Regions from separate parts of the Mus musculus genome. Here region 1 is linked to region 2. Evidence: chromatin contacts called from public HiChIP or PLAC-seq data. All regions are on one chromosome and are shown on one strand. The core of a region is the stretch at or near the end of the contact, and the rest is flanking DNA. Distances in the headings are between cores, read along the strand shown. Region 1 holds the start of 2700097O09Rik (RIKEN cDNA 2700097O09 gene). Region 2 has its middle 24 kb from the start of Gm24296.

Region 1 (7,149 bases), core at 4,337-6,836, 61 kb after region 2:
TATAGATACACACACACACACATGCATAACTGGAGTTGGTAACTATGCTAATTCTATTTTTAGTGTTTTGAGGGCTCCCCCATACCCCTTTCTAAAATGATCTATCAACAATAAACAACAATAGTTTTTCCTTCACATTTTGCCACCATGTCATTTTTGATAACAGTCATTCTAAGAGGTGTGAGCTGAACCTCTCATTTTCTATTTCACTATTCCCTGATATTTTTGCTCTAGACGCACCTCAGTCGTTTCCCATGTTCTTCCTAATTTTTGACTGTATGACCTATATTATCCCCTCCTGGTCTTCCAAGTCTCTACCTTGAATGCGCATAGAGCACAAGTAAGTACTAGGTTGTATGATACTTATTATGCAGCCCCATCATTAAAGAGACTTCTGGTCCCAGACAAGATGAGCACTTTCCCTTGCTCTCTTCTAAATACAACTAAATGCTCGATAAACAACCCAATAGACATCACAAAAGAGCTCAGAAAACTGGAAAGAAAGTCTAGTTACCACAGAATCTGAGGAAGTACACACTAGTAAGCTGTTTTAAAATCTTTACTATAGACTCTCCAGGGTACTAGAAGTCTGCAAACCAGAACCACTATTAAGCATACACAGAAAACAGAGCAAAAGCACAAACTTTAGAAAAGCTTGTTTGTGGCCAAAGACAGAGAAAACACCAACTGCTCTTCCGAAGGTGCCGAGTTCAAATCCCAGCAACCACATGGTGGCTCACAACCATCCATAATGAAATCTGATGCCCTCTTCTGGAGTATCTGAGTACAGCTACAGTGTACTTACATATAATAAATAAATAAATAAATAAATAAATAAATAAAATAACAGAGAACAATCAACCTTTATGTGTAGAAACAGAAATTAAAAGCACAATTTATGGGCTGGAGAGATGGCTCAGTGGCAGAGCATGTGAAGAGGATCTGGACTCACTCCCAGTACCCACATGGTGGCTCACACCGTCTGTCACTCTAGTTCCTGGGAGCCAAACCCTCTACTGACCCTTGCAGGCACTAGGCATATACATGGTACACACACATAAATTCAAGCAAAATACCAAACATAGAGCAAATAATCTAAAAACAAAACAAAACTCTACGACTAGGCTGGAGAGGTGGCTCAGTGGTTCAGAGCACTGGCTGCTCTTCCAGAGGACCCAGGATCAATTCCTAGCACCCACATTGTGCCTTTTAACCACGTGTAACCCTCTTCTGGTCTCCTCAGACATCAGGTACATATGTGGTACTAGAGACATATATACAGGCAAAGCCCCCATACACATAAAAGAATAGCAACAACAATAATAATAGAACATCACACATTTTATAAACTTACAATAATAGCTCCAAAGAAAAAGAAATAGATATATTTAACAAAAAGCATGTTGCACTTAAGCTATATAATGAACTAATTTTAGAAACCATGCAAATGAATTAGAACACAATGTACCAAACAAACATGCCACATTTCCTAACTAAAACACATAACACCTATGAAATGGAGTCAATATGGATGTCTACCAACAGATAACAGGTAAAGAAAATGTGGCACATACATGCAATAGAATTCTATTTAACCATAAAGAAAAATGAAATCATGACACTTTTGCTGGAAAATGGTCCAGAAGCAATTGTGTTGGTCGACTGTTTGCCATAGCATGCATGAAGTTCTGAGTTCTACCCTCAGCCCTGCATAAACTAAGCAGGCGAAGAAGGCCTGAAATCCCAGCAGCCAGGAAGCAGAAGCAGGGGCACCAGAAGTATCAGGTCATCCTGAACGCCTCAGGGAAGTCAAGGCTACAGGGGCTACAGGAGATCTGCTAAAACAAACCAACCAACAAGCCACTTACGTGCTGAAATGTAACTTGAACGGGTAATCAAAACGTCAATGTTGAAACTGTGTGTATTTATCACTTACCAGAATAGACAGGTACACTAATATAGTTCTTGTTTTGATTGGCAACACAGGCAGGTGCAGATGGCACATCTGCAATCCCAGTACTTTGGAGGCAGAGAGAACTTGGATCTCCAGTTCAAGGCTAACATGGGCTATATAATGGAACCTCATTTAAAAAACCCGAAACAAAATACTCCTTCAAGCTAAGTGATCTAGTTTCTTAAAATAGTCACGTTAATAAACAGAGCTGGATGTGGTGGTGAATGTCTTTAATTCTAACACTCGGGAGGTAGAGGCAGGTGGATCTCTGTGAATTCAAGGCCAGCCTGGTCTACAGAGTGAGTTCCAGGATAATCAGAACTACACATAGAAACCCTGTCTCAAAAAATCAAAACCAACCAACCAAACAAAAGCTGTTCTTCAGAAACTCAAGTTGTTTTCTAGTCAGCTACACAAACTTCCAGAGTAGAAGGGAAGGGTGAGGTGATGGACAGGTGGCCTGGTGCTTGGGATCACTGGCTGCTGCTGCTGCTCTTGCAGAGGACTTACAGAGGATCTGAGTTTGCTTCTCGGCACTCAGCTCAGGAGGCTCACAACTGCCTGCACCTCTATCTCCAAAAGGTTCAACACCCTTTTCTAAGCCCTGAAACACTGGCACACCTGGCGTTCATTTACACAGACACATAAATAAAAATAAATCTTTAAAAAGCAAAAATGTTACCAGTGAGATGGCTCAGGTAAAGACCCTTGCTACCCAGCCTGACAACGTGAGTTTGATACCAGGAATGTAGTGTAGAAGGAGAGACCCAATTCCCCCAAGTGTCCTGATTTTTACATGCACACAGTGACAAGCTCTCCCGACCCCCAATACACACAAAATAAAATTCAAGAGTAAAAATATACCTTTTACTCAGTGATACTGGAACTACTTTTTTACTAAATTAACATCTGGAACAGAATTTAAAGGCAATCCAATTTTGAACAATGGAGGTTCAACGGATGCTTCAAATCTGGGGACTTGAATTACAAATAACTCAATCAGGCTAAGAGGGAAGTTATTTTAGTAATTGCACAAGTGCCAGAAAAGGCAACAGTCCATTTGTGTATTTTATGTATGCATACATGTGGATGCCAGAGGAGAACCTATGTCCCTCCTCCTTAGCTGCCTCCACATTGTTTTTGAGACAGGGTCTCTTAATGGGATCTGAAATCACCAAGTTAGGCGAGGCTGGCTGAGTAGGGACCCTGAGGGATCAGTATATCTGCCTTACCAGAGCTGGGATTCCATGTGCTAGGACTATATGTGCTATGCACCACTGACTGGCTTTTTATACCAATACACAGGATATAACTCAGGCAGCAGTGGGATTACACCTGCAATCCTAGTAGTATGGAGGCTATGAGAAGTAGAGGTGGAACTCTGGTCCTCATGGTTGTGTACCAAGCACCTTGCTGTTGGGAGCACACTCAAGGTCCTTGCACTCACAAACAGCACTGCAGAAAACAGTATGATTAACACATAAAAGTTGTCTTTCTAGGGGAAAAGATTAGAAAACGCATTTTCTGCTCAGATGGCTGGGACTGGAGCTGGTTAATAGCTTAGATCAACAGCTTTCAACCTGTGGGTCATGACCCTATGGGAGTTGAATGACCCTTTCATAGGGGTTGTATTTCAGATATTTATGTTATGATTCATAACTAGTAAATGTATAGCCGTGAAGCAGGAAGGAAAACAATTTTATGGATGGGAGTTACCACAACATGAAACTGTATTAACGTGTTAGAAAGGTTTGAGACCCACTGGACTAGGTGATCCTGGCACTATCTGATGGGCCAGGACATACCAAGCTCCCACCAGCAGGACCAGATGACCTACCTCTGTGCTATCTATCTGAGACCAACCAGATCCTCACTTAGGCCCTTAAGGAAACATATATACCCGATCTCTGAAACCCACCTTCATGGAAGAAGTAACAATTACTTTGAGAAAAATTTCAATATAATTATACTCTGCCAGTTCTGGTGTTCGCAAAGACCCCTTACACTTTACTACTGCCCCAGCCAACAATACATTTTTTTGTTGTAAGTCTGAACCTTTAACCAATAAGCCATCTCTCCAGTTCCAACACTGTATTTTAGTAGTTAATAATGCTTTTGGAATAAATGACCTGATATTGAGGTATGTAGAAAAGCTAGAAGGAAGTTGGTACTATTATAAACAACTAGGTTAGTTAGGTTAAAAAAAAACAACTAGGTATGTTAGGCTTAATGAAGTGATAGAAGACAACATGTTTATAGTGAGACCATGTCTTTAAAAAAAACCTAATATGTTAGAGAGATGGGTCAGCAGTTAAGAGCACTGACTGCTCTTCCAGAGGTCCTGAGTTCAACTCCCAGCAAACACATAGTGAGTGGTTCACAACATTCTGTAATGGGATCTGATGCCCTCTTGTGGTGCGTCTAAAGACAACGACAGTGTACTCATATACATAAAATAACAAACAAAAAAACCCTATTTTGTAAATTCCCATCTTGAAGCACTATTCTTATATGTGTATATAACCACAGAGTACTGCCTGGGTTCCTGCATTCCCAAGATACACTTAGCTATCATATGCCTCAAGCAATCTTTAGTTTGGTACCTCACTTAAAATAATCTCTCAAAACCTTCAACAATTCTTGAATTACACCAAGAATATTTTTCCTAAAAGGTCAGAGGTTGAAGATCTAAAAGTGGAAGCTGGAGTTGAGGGTGTAGCTCAGTAGGCAGAGCACAGGCCTGAGTTTGATCTTCAGCACCAGGGCAGGTGAGATGGACGAAGGAGGATCAGAGTTCTAAGTCATACTCTGTTAACTTGGAGGTCTAGCAGGACTAGATGAGACCTTGCCTCAAAAATTAAAAATATACTGAAGGTCTTATCAAATAAGAACACTTTAAGGAGCTGAATGAAAGTAACCTTGGGGATTAGTGTTTTTCAGAATAGCATACATTGGTAGAGTTCTCAAAAAGAGACAAGTATATAACTAAAACAGTGCGTTCACTAGGCTTTACCTTTTTTGCTAAAGAAAAGTTTCATCCATTAACTAGATCTAATCACCTCATTTCCTCGATTCTAATTTGTGAGTTTTCATATTAACTATTAACAGTTTAAAAAGAAGTGTTTTTTTTCTTCCCCATACCATGGAAGATTATTAATTGGTCTATTTTACCATGTATAAGATAAATGTACTAGGTATATGTGATTTTATTTGCCTTGAGGATAACTCCACAGCCTAAAACCTTTCTTGCACAGAGCTTTTTCAAGTAGTATCGGCCTGTACGAGTAATTGAACAAAGAGGTTCTAGAAGCTTGCCCAAAATCAGCACCGGAATCACAAACCACCTAAAGTTGATTCTCAGGTATCGAATCCTAAAATGCAGTCTGATGACTAGGTGTAGGGTATGCAGCGACCAAGAGACCTGGTGCCTAGCCCCGCCCCTCCCTGGTACCCAAAGACTAAATCCAACAGCCAACTGCCAGGCTCTAGCCATGACTGCTTACGGGTAGTCCTCATCCAGTGGAGCAGTGCCGGGACATCTGCGGGAGCCGTAGTTCCGAGCAACTGAAGTACAGCTCTCCGAGCGGACTGAAAGTCCATGGCGAAGTGCGCGGACAAGCCAAGAGCAGGTTCTCACTGAGCACGCGCAGCCAGACACGCGCGCTGCGACCCCGCCCTCCTCAGATCGTCCAATCCCGAGAGCCGAAACGCCAAACCCCGCCCCTCCGGGACCCCGCCTCCCGCGGCTTCAGAAGCCCTAGGCCGCGCGCCCTTGCGGAGTTCTGCACTCTTTCACGTAGTCGCTTTCCCCTAAGTCCTGACTTTTCCTCGAGGTCGCACCCGAGGAGGTCCTGTCTCGCTGCTAGCTTGCCGCGGCAGTGACGTACAGGGAGAACACTAAGGTCAAAGGTCAGCTCCAGCAAAGAAACACCCCTTCTATCCTTTCGGGGGAGCCGTAGACGCGGGGCTTTGTGCCCCGGAAGCGGAAGTGTGTTTTCACGAAGGGCTGAACTCCGCCGAGTGATGACGTCTCCTCATTGGGCGGAAGGTTCGGTGGCAGTCGTCGGTGTTCCAGCTGGTGGGAGTTGGCTTCACTGTGTTGGGCGCTGGGCCCCTAGTTTCTGGAGCTGGGAAGTTGGGCGACGGGCTCCGTCCCTGTCCTTCAGCTTCCAGCGTTCCTGGGTTTCCTTCGGCGGCGTGGGGCCTCGCTAAGGGCTCGCCGGCCCTGTGGGGCCACGGCTTTAGTGGCGCCTTTTGCGGTGAGTGTGGGGGGTTTTCCTCGCTCCGCCCTGGGAACCCCTAGTTAGAGCGCCGCTTCTGCGGAAGTCTTCCCGGGTGGCCACGGGCAGTGATCGCCGAGGCTGAGGTGCACTGACACTTTTATTTTACTCTTGCCCTCCACTGCAAGCTTTACCAAACGCTGCGCTGCTACCCTTTTAATTTGTCTTCAGATTTACCCGAGCCAAATAAGTAAGCATTGGTAGGCTTGGCTCATGGAAGGCATTCCCGAACAAGAATTTAGATAAAGCTATTTCCCCAAAGCCTTTTGACATATACTAGGGTTTATTTTCCTATCTTTTAGTGTTTACTAACATGTTGGTTAGCATATTGTTCAGAACTTTTAGTTCCGCGACAGTGATAAGATGTGCTAAGGACTTTAATAAGTCGAAGCTAGTGACAATGTATTTTTTGTTGTTGAAACTTTCTTAATCAGCTTTTCGGTTACCAGTCTTCACTTAGTTGTTAGATATGCATTTGAACAATTTTTTTTGAGGCTTTCTTTTCTTGTTTTCTCTTTTTAAGCTGAAGAGATAAAGTAATGAAGGACAGTGCTCCTAACATGAAGATTCTAGCAGTACAGAGGATGAAAAAGGCTATAAGTATATAATATAGCCCGACTCTAGTTAGGCCAAAAGAGACACAGGACAGTGATGACAGTTAATGTGCCCCTTAAGAGATTTGTCTGAGTCATTTGCTTTTGAAGGCTACCCTTAATTTCCTAATAGGCTTACAAGGATAGAAGAGGGTTAAGTAATATAGTTCCAATGACATAGCTGCATCAGTGCAGAAGAGGAGGGAGACATTTCCCTCAGACCTCTTTACCTCAACTTTTTGATATGACAGATTTAGTATTTTGGGATTTAATAAAGACTGTTATACAAGGAGTACTCCTGTAACTCTCTGTGCCTGCTACT
Region 2 (7,187 bases), core at 685-3,184:
CTATTAAAAATTTAATACTGGGGTTGAAGAGATGGGTCAATGTTAAAAACACTGGCTGTACTTCTAGTGGACCCAGGTCCAATTGCTAGCATTGATACGGTCACTTACAACATGACACACTGACATGACACAATTGTTTGTTACTCCTGTTTCAGAGGACTCAATGCCGTCTTCTGGCCTCTGTGGGCACCAGGCACTCACGCAGTGCACAGGTATACATGGATCAAGAGCTCCAAATATTAATCCTGATGATTATACAAAAAAAGACAATGAACGATTCCATCTTGGAATTAAAATTTTTAAATTACTCTTGCAGGCCAAAATAAGGAAAAAACGTATTCCTTAGGGGGCTGAAGATATGGTTCAGTAATGAAAAGCCTGGGTTCAGTTTCCAGCACCCACATAGCAGTTCACAATCATTTGCACCTCCAGTCCCAGAGGACCCAGTGCCTTCTGGCCTCCAAGGGCACCAGGCACACGGACATTCAGGCAGGCAGACCACTTACACACCTAAAATAATCTCTTAAAAAGTATTTCTTAGAAGAAACAAAGTCTATTAAAACGGGCACGGCCGTGCAAGCTTTTAATCGCAGGACTTTGGAGATAGAAACAGGCTGATCTCTGTGAGTTAGAGGCCAGCCTGTTCTACACAGAGCTCTAGCCTAGCCAGGACTACACAGAGAGACCATGTTTTGTTTTAAAGCCTATCAGATAAGCTGATCTGGAGGCTGGACTGGTTAAGAGCACTGGCTGTTCTCATAGAGCAGTGGTTCTCGACCTTCCTAATGCTGCGACCATTCAATATAGTTCCTCATATTTTGGGGACCACCACCATGAAATTATTTCCATTGTCACTTCATAACTAATTTTTTACTGTTATGAATCACAATGTAAACATTTTTGGAAATAAAGGTTCACCAAAGGGATTGAGACCCACACGTGGAAAACCCATGTTCTAGAGGAAGTAGGTTCAATTTGCAGAATTGGTAGCTTACAACTGTCTATAATTCTAGTTCCAGAGGATCTGATGCTGACTTGGGCCATGGGGCATCAGGCATGAAAGCAAAAACAGCCCCCCACACACATAAAATAGAATAAATTTATTTAAAAATAAGATAGTTCTGGAATTAAAAGAAATAATTAAATATATTAGAAGAAAGATGATAACAGAAAAAATAAGAAAGCAAGAGAGCCAGGTGGTGGCGGCACGTGACTCTAATCTTAGTTCTTGGGAGACAGAGGCAGGAAGGTCTCTGAGTTCAAGGCCAGCCAGGGCTACACAGAGAAACCATGTCTTGAAAAACCAAAACCAAATAAAGTGGAGGGGTAGAAAGAGCTTTAGAGCACAGATAACCATCAGATAGGAGAAAAAAACCCCACTAACTTGTCAAGTAGAATTATACACAGATGCTTCTAAAGTTATGACAGGGCATCACCCCATATACTTACTATTAGTTGACAATACTTGGTCTAAACACAGAATACATATAATCTACTGGACACCATTGCTTTTAGCTTAGCCTACTTTGAACACATTCAGAACAACACTATTAACCTATAATTGGCCAAACTTATCTGTCACAAAGCCTATTTTATAATGAAGTGTTGAATGTCTCATGTATTTTATTCTTATAGCACCCCAAAACTCCCTGAGTAACATTTTGGCCTGCCAATTGTCTGCTGTTCCCCATCCCCCTCCATGATTTCATGGTTCCCTGGGAGATGTGACAACTGTCCAGTATTCCAAGGAGGTCCTATATTGCATATGGCTAGCCTCAGGAGACTGAAACTCAGATTCGAAGTACAATTTTTACTAAATACCAGTTGCTTTTGCACCTTGAGACATGAAAACTTCTCAAGCTGAACATGCTGAGTTTCCGCCCATCCCTTTACGTTAGTAATTGAATTTGAGGAAGTGAAATAGAAAGTGTCTGAGGGGCTGCTGTAAAAATACGAGGAGTCTGGAAGTCAGAAAACACAGTAAGATGGAGTAGTGCACTACAAACCTGCCCCAGAAAAGTGGTGGGCAATGAGTTCCAACAGCCATGCTCATTGCCCCCGCAGTGCTCAGCAAGCCTGATGCAGGATGAGACCGGGGGCAGATGGACTCAGTAGGGAGGAGAAAGTCTAACTAAGTGAGGAGAGAACATTAGAGCCAAGGAGTTAGGCATGCTCTCTAAAGACTGGCTCCAGGGCTGGAGAGTGGTTAAGAGCACTTCCTGTTTGTAACGACGGCCTGGGTTCCAGTGGTGGCTCACAACCATTCCTAACTAGAGTTCCAGGGACTCCAGCTAGTTTCTCTGACCTCTGAAGACGTGGGTACACACATGGTGCATGTACACACATGCAGGAGAAATACTCATAAATAAATGATAAATAAATAAATAGTAACCATAAGCTCTTTGAAGAGAAAGAAGGGTAGGAGAGGGAAAGAGGCCAGAGGTGGTGTGCATGACTTGGAAGGGAGAGGCAGGCAGATCTCTGTGTGTCCCAGGACAGCTTGGTCTACATACTGAGTTCTAGGACAGCCAGGACTACATAGTCAGGCCTTGTATCATGAGAGAGAAAAAGAGGCAGAGACAGAGACAGAGAGACAGAAAGACAGAGACTGAGAGAGAGGGTGAAGAAGGAAGGAAATGACCACTGTGAAAGGGGTGTGTACTGGCTAGTTTTGTGTCAACTTGACACAGCTGGAGTTAGCACAGAGAAAGGAGTTTCAGTTGGGGAAATGCCTCCATGAGATCCAATTGTAAGCCATTTTCTCAATTAATGATCAAGGGGGAAAGGCCCCTTGTGGGTGGGACCATCTCTGGGCTGGCTGTCTTGGGTTCTATAAGAGAGCAGGCTGAGCAAGCCAGGGGAAGCAAGCCAGTAAGGAACATCCCTCCATGGCCTCTCCATCAGCTCCTGCTTCCTGACCTGCTTGAGTTCCAGTCCTGACATCCTCTGGTGATGAACAGCAGTATGGAAGTGTAAGATGAATAAATCCTTTTCTCCCCAACTTGTTTCTTGGTCATGATGTTTGTGGAGGAATAGAAACCCCGACTAAGACAAATTGGTACCAGCATAGTGGGATATTCCTGTGACAACCTGACCATGTTTTGGGGAGGACTGTGGAAGGACTTTGGAACTTTCGGCTTGAAGATCCATTGTTAAGAGCTCTGTCAGATGTTGTGTAGGAGCTTAGAAGATAATGTTGAGAACGGTGCAGAAGATGGAGGTCTGGCTTGTGAAATTTCAGAGGGAAAATTAAAGACTCTTTTCAGGGCCATTGCTGTTTTGATTGTGAAAATTCTGTAGTTCTGGTTAGCTGGGGCTGAAGAATCAACTGTGATTAACAAGATACCAGAACTACTAAAGCAAAACCTTGCATTACTGAGACTATTGATGCTGGTTAGCTGGAGCTAAGAAATTATCGGTGATTAAGAAGAGACCAGCATCGTTGAGGTGACATCTTCTGGGAAGTGTTTTCTGAAAGCACAAAGAGGCTGTGTTCCAGAGATAGCCAAGGTTGTACTCCTGCTGCAGTGGGACTTGGTAATGTATAAGGGTCACCCAGGTGGTACTGGTTTTGAAGGCATGAAGGGGTCACGCAGAGCAGCTGAGGCTCAGCACTGTGAGAGGCCATGGAAGGCCATTGGTGAAGGTACAGCCTCAGTTGCAATTGACGGCCCAGGACTGAAGGGGTCATGCAATGTTTTGGAGATGCCAGTACCATGAGATGACCACCAACAGCAGCAGCAGCAGTGGAGTACAGGCATCTGGAGCCTAGAGGACGACTCAGTGTGCTACAAAGGGCATGGCTGGAGAAGTGACCCAAGCTCTTGGAGGAGCCCAGAAGATTGTGAGTTGGATCCCAGACATTGGATGGTTGGAGATTGATTTTTGCTTTTGATTGTGACTGTGCCCTGATATTTTCCCTCTTGAAGGAAGGAACTATTTTAGTGGAGCCCACAGTTAAGAGACTTTTAATTGTAAAAAGACTTTGGATTTTAAAAGAGATGGATATTTTAAAGAGATTGAAAACTTAAGAATATGTAAAGACTGTGGGACGTTTAAAGTTATTTAGACCTTGGGGATGAATAAGAATGTAAGGGTTGAGGCTTACTAGTGATGTGTTTGTGTGTCAAGTTGACAAGGGGTCAACTCTACTGGCTAGTTTTGTGTCAACTTGACACAGCTGGAGTTATCACAGAGAAAGGAGTTTCAGTTGAGGAAATGCCTCCATGAGATCCAACTGTAAGCCATGTTCTCAATTAATGATCAAGGGGGGAAAGGCCCCTTGTGGGTGGGACCATCTCTGGGCTGGCTGTCTTGGGTTCTATAAGAGAGCAGGCTGAGCAAGCCAGGGGAAGCAAGCCAGTAAGGAACACCCCTCCATGGCTTCTGCATCAGCTCCTGCTTCCTGGCCTGCTTGAGTTCCAGTCCTGGCTTCCTTGGTGATGAACAGCAGTATGGAAGTGTAAGCCGAATAAACCCTTTCCTCCCCAACTTGTTTCTTGGTCATGATGTTTTGCAGGAATAGAACCCCTGACTAAGACAGGGTGTTAGCTAAAGATGAGAAATGGGGGCCCCCACCCGGTTATTGATGCAGATAGAAAAACAGGAGAGCGTGGCATAAAGCAAAACAAGTAAACCCTTTCTTTTAGGGTGAGCTCAAGGCTGGAGGGGCGCACATCATGGATGGGTTTTCTATACAGTGTCTACGTGAAAACACACGTGTGCTTGCAAGCAGCCACACTGGCTTTCTTTTCTACCCCCAACCACCATACATCTTTACTCCCATACTTCTGTTGCAGTTTCAGAAAAATAAAAACCCACAACTGGCAACACCTTTGCACCTGTTTTATGCATTTTGCCCTTAAAAGCATACACTCTGATTTGTCAGCTAGTAGTCTAAGTCTGTGGACACACATGTACATAGGTAGAGGCAGGAAGCCCAGAGTAACGCACACGTTCTGTGACTGGTCAGCATACCCAGGAAAGTCTACAATGGCTCTGCTCTTTGGCTACCTTCCCTCCCTTGGGTCAAGTCTCTTAGAACGCTCCAAATTCTGCTCTGGAAAACTCCAGGACAATTCAGAATTTGAGAAATAGACCGGTTAGTTTCCCATCCCTTCAAGGAAACAAAGTTGAGCTATAGGAATCAGCTACTTTGCACTGATGTCTGCGTGAAACAAAGCCATACCCATAATTAAAATTCCTTGATTTTCCCATTTCCATCTTATGTTAGGCTTACCAACATATGGCTGTGTTATTAAAGGTATTTATGGGGGCATCAGGAAGGCTCAATGGGTAAGGGTACTGAGAGGCCAAATCTTTTAAGTTCAGACTCCATTTTAGAAAACCTGACCTAAGTTTGAACTCATGTAAACTAACAGGATGGTACCTAACAGTGATTTCCAAGTTGCTCCCCAGCAAAACCTGAGCCTAGCTCCAGTCTCTAGGCTAACCTCCAATAAGACGAGCATCTCCAGGTTACTCCCCCCAGTAAACCTGCACCCCCAGGTTAGAAGCCTACTCCCTGTCTAACATCACCAATGCAGAGGGGAGCAGAAGTTAAGCTTATGATATGACTTCCAGCACCAGCCAATTATGTTAAAGGCCACAGTAGTTTTCCAATTAGATGCTTGCACACTTACCCCCTCCCTTGTTTGCTGCTTACTATAGAGAATCCTGTGTTGGGGGGGAGGGGCGAACTAGCTTAAATAGGATAAAGACCCTGCTGTGAGTTGCATCAGATTGGCTCCTGTCTGTTTTTTGGGGAACCACTAACATGTCTGTGTCACTACAGTACTTGCTGCCAAGACTGAGTTTGACCCCTGGAACTCCAAGGGTAGAAGGAGAGAACTGAGTCCTGAAAGCTGTTCTCTGACCTCCACATACTGCACACATGCATATTCTCACATATTCTCACTCTATCTTTCTCTCAGTGTGACAAATGGCCGAATAAAGAAATGATGTAAGGTGTATGTGTGTGTGTTGCCATAAATGGCTCTGTACACACTGGGGCTATGTCTTCCTTATCCTTCCTTCAGTGGTTTTTATTGGAAACTGCCTTTATAACAAGAATTACAAGTCTACCATCTCTATCTTCCAAGGTGCTTGCTTACTCCTCCATTATTTTATCATATGTAAGTTTTTCATCTCAGCTGTGTCAGGGATGCATTATTAGCCCCAGATTGCAGAAGAGGAAACAGTGGTCAGACAGTCATTAGTGGACTTTCTCATAGAATTTATTGGTAGGTGAATTTTTAAGCTTCAGATATGTTTTGGCCCTTCCTGACATATACTTTCTTTTGTTTTTTGTTTTTTAGACATGGTCACTCTCTTTTCTCTCTTTGTAGCCCCTGGCGGTTCTGGAACTCCATATATAGACCAGGCTGGCTTTGAATTTACAGACATCTGCCTGACTCAACCTTAGTGCTGGGATTAGAGGTATTGTGCTGCCACATCTGGCCCTACCATATACTTGCCCTTCATTATGAGAAGTGAGACTTTTGGTAATGTCTAGTACAAATAATCTAAATAATTTTGTTTTTCTTAGGGACTAAACTCTAAGATTAAACCCTCATGCATTGTTATGTGAGAGACTTACTATGGAGACTCAACATGTTCTTACTCACACCAGAACGGAAACCCAGACAGACCAAAATGTGTATTCATACAAGGCCAACTTCACAAGCCAATGAGTTTACTGAGTTCCTTATAGGAGTATGGGTGAGGGGTTAAATATGGTGAGGGGTTTCAGAAGTAGAAATGAGACAAAGACAGGTACATAACCAAAGCCCACCCCAGCGTGCATTACAGGTCACAAAATAGGGAAACCTGAAGCACACTGCATAGTACACAGACAGCTTAATAAATTGAAGAGTGTGGTGGCTTTCAGGTGGCTCAGTTGGTCTGAGCCTCTTCTGAGCTTCAGTTAAGCTGGTCATTGTTCTGGGCAGTTGAACTGGTGCTTCCAAGCAGCTTGCCAGAGAGAACTGCAATCTTTACTGTTTATAATATTCTCGGGGATGTAAAAGGGCTACTGAATCTAGTCAGTTTCAGGGACTTCCTGAACGATTTTGAATTGTTTACTTCCTGTCGGAATCAACTTCTCTGGTATATTTCACCCTCCCTTAGAAAATTCTGTTGTTTGACCTACGTGTAAAACATCCTGTCTTAAGTTTTCCCTCCAAATG

What was found. HiChIP or PLAC-seq counts read pairs in DNA pulled down with a chosen protein or histone mark.
Region 1: an H3K4me3 HiChIP or PLAC-seq map of the 230-238 cell line shows a contact between it and region 2, with 29 read pairs. The contact joins the promoter of 2700097O09Rik here to the enhancer-like site in region 2. A contact is called at or near these places in 10 of 39 promoter capture datasets (the 3T3-L1 cell line, the C10 cell line, the HPC-7 cell line and 6 more), 2 of 15 datasets of contacts at CTCF or cohesin (CD8 T cells and the NIH/3T3 cell line), 5 of 484 Hi-C or Micro-C datasets (B cells, bone marrow-derived macrophages, embryonic fibroblasts and 2 more), 12 of 115 datasets of contacts at active chromatin or transcription factors (the 230-238 cell line, the SCID.adh cell line, bone marrow-derived macrophages and 7 more) and 3 of 9 other capture datasets (adipose tissue, liver and pancreatic islet).

The regions. Positions count from the first base shown.
Region 1 is chr12:55,074,524-55,081,672 of GRCm38.p6, forward strand. It overlaps 2700097O09Rik (RIKEN cDNA 2700097O09 gene), which reads right to left and starts at 5,587. Exons shown (of 8, transcript NM_028314.2): 1 at 5,458-5,587. The coding sequence starts at 5,554. Srp54a (signal recognition particle 54A) reads left to right here and starts at 5,973. Exons shown (of 16, transcript NM_011899.4): 1 at 5,973-6,213.
Region 2 is chr12:55,017,612-55,024,798 of GRCm38.p6, forward strand. No RefSeq gene overlaps it. Among named protein-coding and RNA genes, the nearest start is that of Gm24296, 24 kb to the left of the region's middle. Within about 2 kb of position 1,935, at least 76 of the 459 cell types and tissues checked have an H3K27ac peak or open chromatin away from gene starts, as enhancers often do. A contact at or near this core is called in the 230-238 cell line, B cells, the HPC-7 cell line and 8 more, where this site is marked.